2 separate regions of the Canis lupus genome follow, and region 1 is linked to region 2. The links are chromatin contacts, called in public Hi-C maps. All regions are on one chromosome and are shown on one strand. The core of a region is the stretch at or near the end of the contact, and the rest is flanking DNA. Distances in the headings are between cores, read along the strand shown.

What was found. Hi-C and Micro-C count contacts between places; a contact is called where the count stands out from the background.
Region 1: a contact with region 2 is called in a Hi-C map of skin fibroblasts, with 2.4 times the contacts expected there. The contact joins the promoter of TENT5A here to the enhancer-like site in region 2. A contact is called at or near these places in 2 of 9 Hi-C or Micro-C datasets (amygdala and skin fibroblasts).

The regions. Positions count from the first base shown.
Region 1 is chr12:42,486,957-42,491,663 of UU_Cfam_GSD_1.0, reverse strand. It overlaps TENT5A (terminal nucleotidyltransferase 5A), which reads left to right and starts at 2,611. Exons shown (of 3, transcript XM_038554613.1): 1 at 2,611-2,632; 2 at 4,051-4,606. The coding sequence starts at 4,088.
Region 2 is chr12:41,247,518-41,252,649 of UU_Cfam_GSD_1.0, reverse strand. All of the region lies in intron 3 of BCKDHB (2-oxoisovalerate dehydrogenase subunit beta, mitochondrial), which reads right to left. Among named protein-coding and RNA genes, the nearest start is that of BCKDHB, 33 kb to the right of the region's middle. Within about 2 kb of position 3,104, at least 2 of the 20 cell types and tissues checked have an H3K27ac peak or open chromatin away from gene starts, as enhancers often do.

The sequences.
Region 1 (4,707 bases), core at 1,362-3,861, 1.2 Mb before region 2:
AGATCATGACCTGAGCCAAAATCAAGAGTCAGCCACTTAATTGAGTCACCCAGGTGTCTTCTTTTTCTTTTTAAATGGAGAAAAGTAAATTATGTACCAAATAAGTTCAGAAGCTGAAGAGAGAGAAAAAAAAAACAAATTTGAACCTAAATTTAAACTAAGAGTAACTATGTCGAAAGATATCTAGGTTGTGAAAGTATAGATTTTCTCATTTGATAATTATTTTGGCTATCTAGAAAAAAATAAATGCTTGCAATTGCAAAATTTGCAATTTCATGGAAGGATGAACATTTTCCCCTCAGAATGTAAATATTATCTCAGTTTGAGGACAGGGTGAAGAGAAACAAAGACCAACAGATGCTTTCGTTCAACAGTACATATCAAATGGCCACTATGAATCAGACACATATGAATCCAGTCAAAGCATCACCAAGGTACTGCCAAAAGCAAGACAGCCCAGATGTCCTAGTGCAGGAGGTAGCAGGGTCTGGATTATGGAGATATGGAAATTTGCTGTGATGGGCGGAACCCAGTTGGGGAGGGGGAAACGCTTTGATAAAGGTTTAAGGAAGTGTCAGCCACAAAGCCCTGGCAGTTTAAGAGAAGGGCTCTTGCCCACTGCTGCTAGAATTCCTGGTGCAGGGTCTTATGCATAACATGTCTTTCATGTCTGGCCTCATGCTCTACTTCTGCCTCTCAGCCATTACCTCTACTTTTGGGAGAGGCCATGGGAGCTGCCAGCAGTGATGAGCAGCCTCTGCTTGGGAATAGGGTCCCCGCCTAGAGGACTGGGCCAATGCGGCTTTTGTCAATGCAGTGCAAAGTGCTGAGCCCTTGCGTCAGAACTACATGGGCAACTTGGTAAAATGCAGATTCCCTTAGCCCCACAGAACAAAATCCTGGGCATGCATGAAGTACAGGTGCTCTCAGCTCTGAAACTTCCTTTTCCCGCCCTTCACGTTTTAGAGGAAGGGTTAAAATAAAGTTCAAAACAATAGCAGCAGAGCTAAACCCTTGCTCTCTTTGGTGTAGTGTACCTAATGCATCACCTATTTACCTCTTTGACCTTATTTTTAGAAAGGTCAGAATTCACACTGGCCTTTGAAAGAAACATTTTTAACAGGTCTTTTCTTCTTTTAAATATTTTTTGCCATTTGTACTTGTCTTTATTTATCCGTAAACTGCGGATAATCCCGTTCCTAAAAATGATGGCTAAACAGCAGTCAAATGGGCTAAGTTCAAGGTCTGGCCCCATTTCTTACTGGCCATGAACCTTGGGCAAGTCTCTACCTAGCAGTTTTTTTCTGTGAATTCCTCTGACCTAGAATACCTACTTCTTAAGCAGAAGATCATTAAATGAAGTTTTAAGTGTAAAGCACTGAGGAGAGCCCAGAGGTGCTCAGCAAGTTTCTCCAACCCCCACAAACCTTATCCCAATGCACTACCAGTCTTATTTCTTTCCATGGCAGTCTAGACATCCTTTCTCAAACATTCTCTATTCCCTATGTTGACAATGCCTGCCTCCTTCTTACTCAACTACGAAAGTAAAGTCCACTTTTAAAGATTCAATTCAGGGGTCCCTGGGTGACACAGCGGTTTAGTGCCTGCCTTTGGCCCAGGGCGCGATCCTGGAGACCCGGGATCGAATCCCACGTCGGGCTCCCGGTGCATGGAGCCTGCTTGTGTCTCTGCCTCTCTCTCTGTGTGACCATCATAAATAAATAAAGAAAAAAATATTGAAAAAAAAAAAGATTCAATTCAAACGACACCTCCCTTCTAGTTTATGATGTTTTTTTTTCCTCCCAGTTTCCCTGATCCTAGTTAGCTCACCACAGATACTCCTTTCATCACACAGGTAAGGCTGAACCGTAAGTGCGTACTTGCTTCTCATGCCCGCTTAAACTGTGTGAGATGCAGCCGTCCTTATATCCTCAGCACTTAGCCTGGGTGCCTGGAACGTAAGAGGTGGTCAAACCGTACATATACACGTACGTAATTATCCTGAATGCCTGGACAGAATGCGGGACTCCTGTGGGGACAGGGAGGAATACGCGCTTCTGGCGGGGCGGCGGGCCTGTGAGAACTGTGTGGTCGCCCCACCCCCACCCGTGCTAGGCCGGGCGCTGAGGGGCAAGGGCTTCCCTCCAAGGTCGGGTCGGTTTCTCCACTTCGGTACGCGGCTCCGCAGGGCACCGGCAGGGGGCGGCGTTGCCACACAGCTGGACGCTCCGTGGGTAACCGTCCTCTCCCCGCCCCCTACTCGCCCCTCCACCCTCCACCCCCGGAGGGCTCGCCGCTCTGGTAACTAGGACGCGGCTCCGTCGATTCGCACGGGGCGGACTGTTCTTCCTCCCGAGCTGGACGGCGGGGGCTGTGCAAAGGCCCTGGGGGAGCGTCTTCAGCTTCCCCGGCGCGCTCCCCTCAGCCCTACCTCAGGGGAGTTGGTCTGGGAAGAGCAGCGTGAGGCCGGAACGGACGGCCGGGAAACACGGCGGGGCGAGCGGCAGCGCGTGCGCGCGTGCGGGGTACCCATGACACCCCTGTCGCCCGGCCCAAGTGACTGAAGCTGGGGGACGTGGGGGAGAAACGCTGATCCTTTAGCCTCGTCCTTTCACGTGCCGCGGAAAGCTAGGTAATTTCACACGGCATTTGTAGTCACTTGGGAAAGGCAAACCTTGGTGTGGGACGCGCGCGCTTCGCTGCCTCAGTCCGCGAGAGAACGCGCCGCGGTGAGTCCGGGCCGCGCCGTCCTCCCCCATTGGCCGCCCGCCCGCCCGCCCGACCTGCGGGGGGGGGCGGGGGGGCGCCCGCTCGGTGACGCGCGCTGGCCGACGCCGCGCTCCCCGGCCGCCCGGAGCCGCTCGTGCGCACGAGTTGGACGCAGGCTCGCGGCTCCGCCCCCGCGTCTCCCCAGGCTCGCCCCGGAGCTCCCCGGCGCTTCCCGACGTTTCGAGAATCGAAACACACAGTCAGCAAGCTCTTCCCCCTCGGTCGCGGAGACTTATTTGCATGGACTCGCGGACCTTTAGGTCGGTTTGATTGCCTAAGAAAACGGCCCCGCTCCACACGGCCGTCTCACGCAGGGGCTCCCCAGGAACCCCCGGAGCCCCATCCAGCTGCAGCGACGCGCGGCACCCGGAGAGAATTTTATGTCTGGCGACTTTCTGCAGTTGCGCGATTTCAGCCGTGATTCAGTTTTCAGGGCTCTTGAGGCATTTTAAGTGTCTTTTGGTTGGGGTCGGGGGGGAAGGAAAAAAAAGAGGCTTGGGCGCGCGGAAGACCGTCCCTAAACCAAGCGTTGGTCCCAACACACGCGCGCACACGCACACACTCGGCGGCCGACGTCCCCCAGCTCGGACCGCTCGGCGGGGCTCGGCCTGCGGGGCGGGCGGGCGGGCGGGCGGGGGCGGCGCCCTATGCAGATGAGGAGGGTGTGGCGAGTGCGCGGCGCCCGGGCCCCGGAAGCGCCGAAAGGCCCGGTATAAAAAAAGTACTGAAGACATTTCCCCCCGCACAACTGCTAAAGCTCCAGAGACAGTAGCGTGTGCGGCGGCGGCGGCGGCGGCGTCACCTGGGGCCGCCACCTCCGGGACCACCGCAGCTGAGGCGATAGCGGCGCGGGCGCGGGCGCGGGCGGGGGCGAGGGCGAGGGCGAGGGGCGGGAGCGGCCAGCGCAGGCGGCGAGGTCTGGGAAGGACTGAGTCGCTCGCCGCTGCCGAGAGCGCACTCGCGGCTCCTCGAAGTGTTGCCGCCTCGCGGTTCCTCGCTCGCTGCGCTCCTCGAAGGGGCGGCCGCCTCCAGGTGACACAGACGGGATTCCCGCTTGCGCTTTCCAGATGCATCAGAGATACTTTTGGTGCGGGGGCTTCTCTGCGGGGCGCGGGGCGCGGGGCGCGGCTGGGCACAGCGGGGGGCCGGGGCGGGAGGGTCTCCCGGGGAGCCCTGGAGCCTGCGGCCGAGCCGGGGAGGGGGCGCGCTCTTCCCTCTGCGGGCCCCCGTCAGCCGCCGCGCGCGTCCTCAACGCGCCCCTTCCCCCTTTTGGCCTTTTAGGACTGACCAGGGCCAGCTGGTGTTCGGAGGGCACTTCATGGCGGAAGGCGAAGGGTACTTTGCCATGGCCGAAGACGAGCTGGCCGGCGGCGCTTACATCCCCCTGGGCGGCGACTTCGGCGGCGGCGGCGGCGGCGACGACGACTTCGGCGGGCACTGCTTGGACTATTGCGGAAGCCCCACGGCGCACTGCAACGTGCTGAACTGGGAGCAAGTGCAGCGGCTGGACGGCATCCTGAGCGAGACCATCCCGATCCACGGGCGCGGCAACTTCCCCACGCTCGAGCTGCAGCCGAGCCTGATCGTGAAGGTGGTGCGGCGGCGCCTGGCCGAGAAGCGTATCGGCGTCCGCGACGTGCGCCTCAACGGCTCGGCCGCCAGCCACGTTCTGCACCAGGACAGCGGCCTGGGTTACAAGGACCTGGACCTCATCTTCTGCGCCGACCTGCGCGGGGAAGAGGAGTTTCAGACTGTGAAGGACGTCGTGCTGGACTGCCTCTTGGACTTCTTGCCCGAAGGGGTGAACAAAGAGAAAATCACGCCACTCACGCTCAAGGTAAAGCCCCCCGACATGGGCCTGGGGCCGTGCCCGGGCCGGGCTGGGGTGCGGCGGGCAGAGGGGCGCCCGTTTGATGCCACAGACCTGCGGCCGTGACG
Region 2 (5,132 bases), core at 1,855-4,354:
TAGAAATGACAGAAAAGGAAGAGTTGATTCTAAGCAACTCACCGAGACTGACAGAGGGGACATGTGGTTGAAGGTGAGCCACAATGACTATGATACAATAATGATCAATATCCTAGACCAAGGTTGCTCAAACCACTACTAGATGGACAACTTGGTTAGAAGAAAAATATTCTCTTGTACTCCTAATGTCAACTTCAATCTTAATTATCTTCATACATACAAAATTAAACTTAGTATTTATTGCCCTGATAAGACAAAGGTAAAACAAATTCATACATACAAAAATAACTACATACCCAATTAAGTCAAGATTAACAGCAAAAATACAGTGTAACAAACCATGGTTTCCTGCTAAAATGAGAGAGCACCAATGGAACTTTAGGTTCCTTTTTTAATTTAATCATTATAATGGGAGAAAAATGCATTTTCACTTAAATTCACCCTATAAAATAGTTATGATCTTGTGGCTTTCTTTACTAGGTGAGGATAATCAGACTTACTAAATAAAATCACCCACAAGTGTTCCTTGAATGATAATTTTAAGAAAGTTGCTTCAAGATAAAGCTGGTATCACAACCATATCAAAATCTGCATTAAATGTGTAGCTATTCAATTATTGCTGGAAGCAGGTTAAGAAAGTTCTTCAGTATGTAATTACTGATAAACTTATTGCTAGAGAACTGTTGAAAGGTGCTATATTAAGAAATGCAATCTGTGAAATTTTTCTGACTGTAACTTGATTATATTATCACTACACTGTTGCTGTAACACAGGATAATCTGGATCCTTCAGGGATGGCATGCAGGGATGCTCCTATCACTGTGTATTATTTGAATCTCAAGTGAAAGCTTCATACACTTCAGACACTGTGAAGTAGCTAACCCTTAAACACTTGGTTATATGGCAGGTGTCTGGATGACCCAAAACCTGTTTTTTTTAAATGATTATCACTGATATTAAACCCCCTCAAATGTTAAATCTCACTGAAAATAGGAAAACTCCCAGAATATCCACAGACACATAGTTAGCTAACAGCAGCTAGAAAAACAATATTCTAGGAAAAGAGCAAATAATTAACTCTACTGTTCAATTTTAGAAAAAAAAAAAAAAACTACTTGAAAATAAATTGAAAAAGTATTTTTAAAATAAATTACACATGACAAGTGTGGCAATTGCTTAAAACCATCACTGGTAACCAAAGGTTTTGTTTTTTTGTTTGTTTGTTTGTTTTTTAATATCTGCCCCCCAGCCCCACATTCTTCAAATAAGAAAACTGAGCCTTGATTTATGTGATTTGCCCAAGGACAACAACAGTCAGGAACTGGCAGCCTTGGTACTCAAAGGCTCACGCCATTCTGTTAGAGAAATGTCTTTCCTAAATTGGCTCCACTACTCAACTCAAATGCTAAAATATATGAAATTAGACCTTAATTATCTGACATGACAGCCACAGATGCAAAATAGTCCTGAATATTTCATCTGAAAGCAGTAAGTCTTTACGGGCAATTCCTAAAATTCCCTCCAATGTTTCTCCAAAATGCTAAAGCAAGTAAGAGAGCTGGGTTAAACCTTACGTTACATTGACCCAATTTCTAACAATGAAGTAAAAGAAAAAACACCTTCAAGAGAAAACAGCAATTTAAAAATTATCAAGAAAACAACTGAGAATTTAAGACCTTTTAAAAGGGCTGCTCCAAACTTTGAGTCAGTAATTGCATAGCAAGATAGCACTATTACTCTGTATACATATATACATGCTTCTATCTAGAAATGGTATAAAATCTCCAAACTGTGCACAAAACTAAGATGTTAAATAAAGCGTCAGGTCATTCTTACACTCTCCATTCTTAGAGAAAAGGGGGAAGGGGGAAGGGAAGAATTAAATACATACCACGGAAATATTAGAGAAAGTCCTCATATCAGTTCAAATTCAACCACATATCCAACTGACTGTATCAACTACATTGTTCAAATGATCTTAATTATGATAAGAGTTACTTTTTAAAAAAATTTTAATTGCATTCAACATTTCCTGCTTGCTATGCTCCTGAAGGCATGCATCAACTTTAAAGAGATTTTTGCTTTTTAATGAAAAACAAAGAAATCTTAAAGGGAAAAGTAAAAATGACTTTGGTACTTGAAAATTGGATCTTCTTTTGTTTGCAAAGAAATTCAATTACTATTAGCAATTACCAGATTAGAGACTACTAGAAATAGGGAACATCAGAATAAATTTTAAGATGAACAAAGTGCCCAGTGCCACCATTTAGATAAGATCTTTAATGAATCAGTTGTATCCTAAGAGATGGACCAAACTGAGGAAGAATAAGAGAGTATGATATCTCCAGTATGCCCTCCTAGGCTTATTGGACAGGGGTAGGAAGGGAGAACACCACAGCCTCCCAAATCCTTTAACACCACCATCAGAGGCTTTAATTCTGACCCCACAAAAAAAAAGAAAAAAAACACCTTGATAGGATTTGTTTCTACCTAATGCAGTATTTCCACAAAATATGTGCTTGATCATATACGAGGCACTGTAGTCAGATGCTACAAATGCAGGGATAATGAGATATCATTTAAACAACTATAACTGTTTAAACACTCAAAAACCTTATGTGGTAAGGACATAAGTCAAAGAGAAATAACTATGATACAAGGAAATAACATAAAAATAAGATGCAATCAGGGATAGGTACAGGAGGCCTGCATGTACCTTCATCCAAAGATGTTAAGGGTCAGCACTGAGCAGAGCAGAGCTATCAACAGAGGCCTGGCCTCTGTTAACCTGCAAGAAATAACCTAGAGGTGAGAATAAAGAGTGAGGATCAAAAGCCACTCAAAAGCAATTGAGGAATGAATGCTGCTGCTGTTGCTATGCATCTGCAGAGGCCTGGAGACAACTACAGGCCAAGGATTAATCCAAGGGAGCCCAAAGCCTTCCAATGTACCATTTGGAAATAAGGGCCAGTTGATCCCAGTAGGCACGGTCCTATTTAAACAAGCATCCCCTTGGAAGCACTGGCTCCTACACTACTCCCTTCAAGCATACCTGAGCAAACCAATGTCTGGGTACCTGAACTAAGTGCTGTGTGCTTTCACTGTACATCTGAGTATGACCCTAGGACATGACAATCCACACAGGTAACAGCATAACCACAGCAGCACAGAACCAACTCGGCATTCTCAGAGCCCCACATGTCTTCAGGAACTACCCAGTGCTGGCTTTCACAAGGGCAATGGGCCCACCAAAGATGTATTATTAAACTAGTAATAAATCAACCACTGGTGTTTTGAGACTTGCATATAAACTAAGTTTTGTTTCTGAGCATGATCAATGTGATTTCAGAAGATAAAATTCCCACTTATGAAATCATCTTATCTTCAATGAAACTGAATTTAAATAAATGTAATCTGAATGTTTGGGTTCTAGGAAATATGACTATTACACAATTTAGGCTCACATTAGACTCTCCTTTAAGTGACACCTGGAAAGAAAACCCACAAAAACCCATTTCTGCCAAACTGATATTCTGAGTCTAAAAACAACAAAAACCCAAAACCCAGTTTCATCATGTAAGAAAGATAACACTGCAGCTCCTCTACTTTTTATTAAAATCAAATTGACTAAGTTATTGACATGACTACAAATTTAAGTGAAGCTATCTAAATTTAAGAGATTAAATCTGAAGTTTAATAAAATGCACACAAAAAATATAATTTTTCAAACATATGTACACATAGCTGATGTTGGAAAAAAAAAAAGATTCCCCAAAAATGAATACAAGAAGCATTTCTGAATAAACCCGTAATAATTTCACTTTACTTGAATACAACCAAAACTGTTTTTCCAGAAAATCAAAAGAAATATTTTCGTCATCCTTGTGATAACAGCTGGAATTTAAGAGCAAGCCATCTAAATTTTTTTTAGTCTTCCTTCATTTATATGGAAATGAGATGTTTCCTAAAACATATCTGTCCCCAGTACCTACGTCAACACTGAAGCTCAAAGCCCACAAATTCCTCCAGCTGATTCCTGACTATAAGTGAAAACACTATGCCAACATCATCTAAAACCCATGTGCGTCATTCACCAAGAAGGACATTACCAAGCTGTCAATTTCAATTAACCTGCCTCGCTTTATAAATAGCCTAAACTTCCCTATCTAAATAGGCTGGTGCCCTTTTCTCGGAAGCAAAGGGAACAACATGACAAAGAAGCATGAAAAATAAATGAGCTTTCCCCTTTGTAAACAGGAGAAAGTTGACATTAAACCAATTCTAAGTCCAAATTCAAGAGCTATTAATAAAATAAAGCTCAAGAGAATCAAGAACTAGTTTAAACCAGAAAATAAATATTCGCTATCAGCTCTTTTAAAAATATCTGTGAGTCTCACTGTTATAGAAAGCTAATTCAGTGTACATATACAGGCAGAATTAAACACAGATATCATAATTATGATCCTTAGTATGGTCACCAAAGTAACACAGTTTAAAGGTCCCAAATGATTGATGCTCAGCCAAAAAAAAAAAAAAAAAAAAGTTGTTTTTGTTTATTTATTCATGAGAGACAGAGAGAGAGGCAGACATGCAGGCAGAAGGAGAAGCAGGTTCCCCACACAGAGCCCAAGGAAGGACTCAATCCCAGGACCTCGGGATCACGACCTGAGCCAAAAGACTCAGCCACTGAGCCACCCAAGTGCCCCTAGTTTTAAAAATTCAATTATATCATTCTACTCTAAATCTGAACTGTTTTATAATTTTTATAATTTATAGCATTACAATTCCTTATGGTAGTTCTAGATGTTTCTTCCTGTAAAATGGATTATAACCAACAAATCCTACATCACTTCTATAATCCAATTACTTAATAGGCCACACTTTTCTAATTCACACTCCAATGAGTAAATGAAAGCAGAATCAGAAAACATCAATGGGATTTATCAAAAGGCAGATAATAACTGGTTCAGATTATCAATCAGGCTACTGACTCCGATATTAGTTCATCCAACTAATATCTCTTGTGTGTGGGGGGGGGGGGGGGGGGGGCGGGGGGAGAGTTGGCCACCATATTAATCTCAGGTAAAATGTGTGAATTCGTGTATATACACATACACACACACGTCATCCCA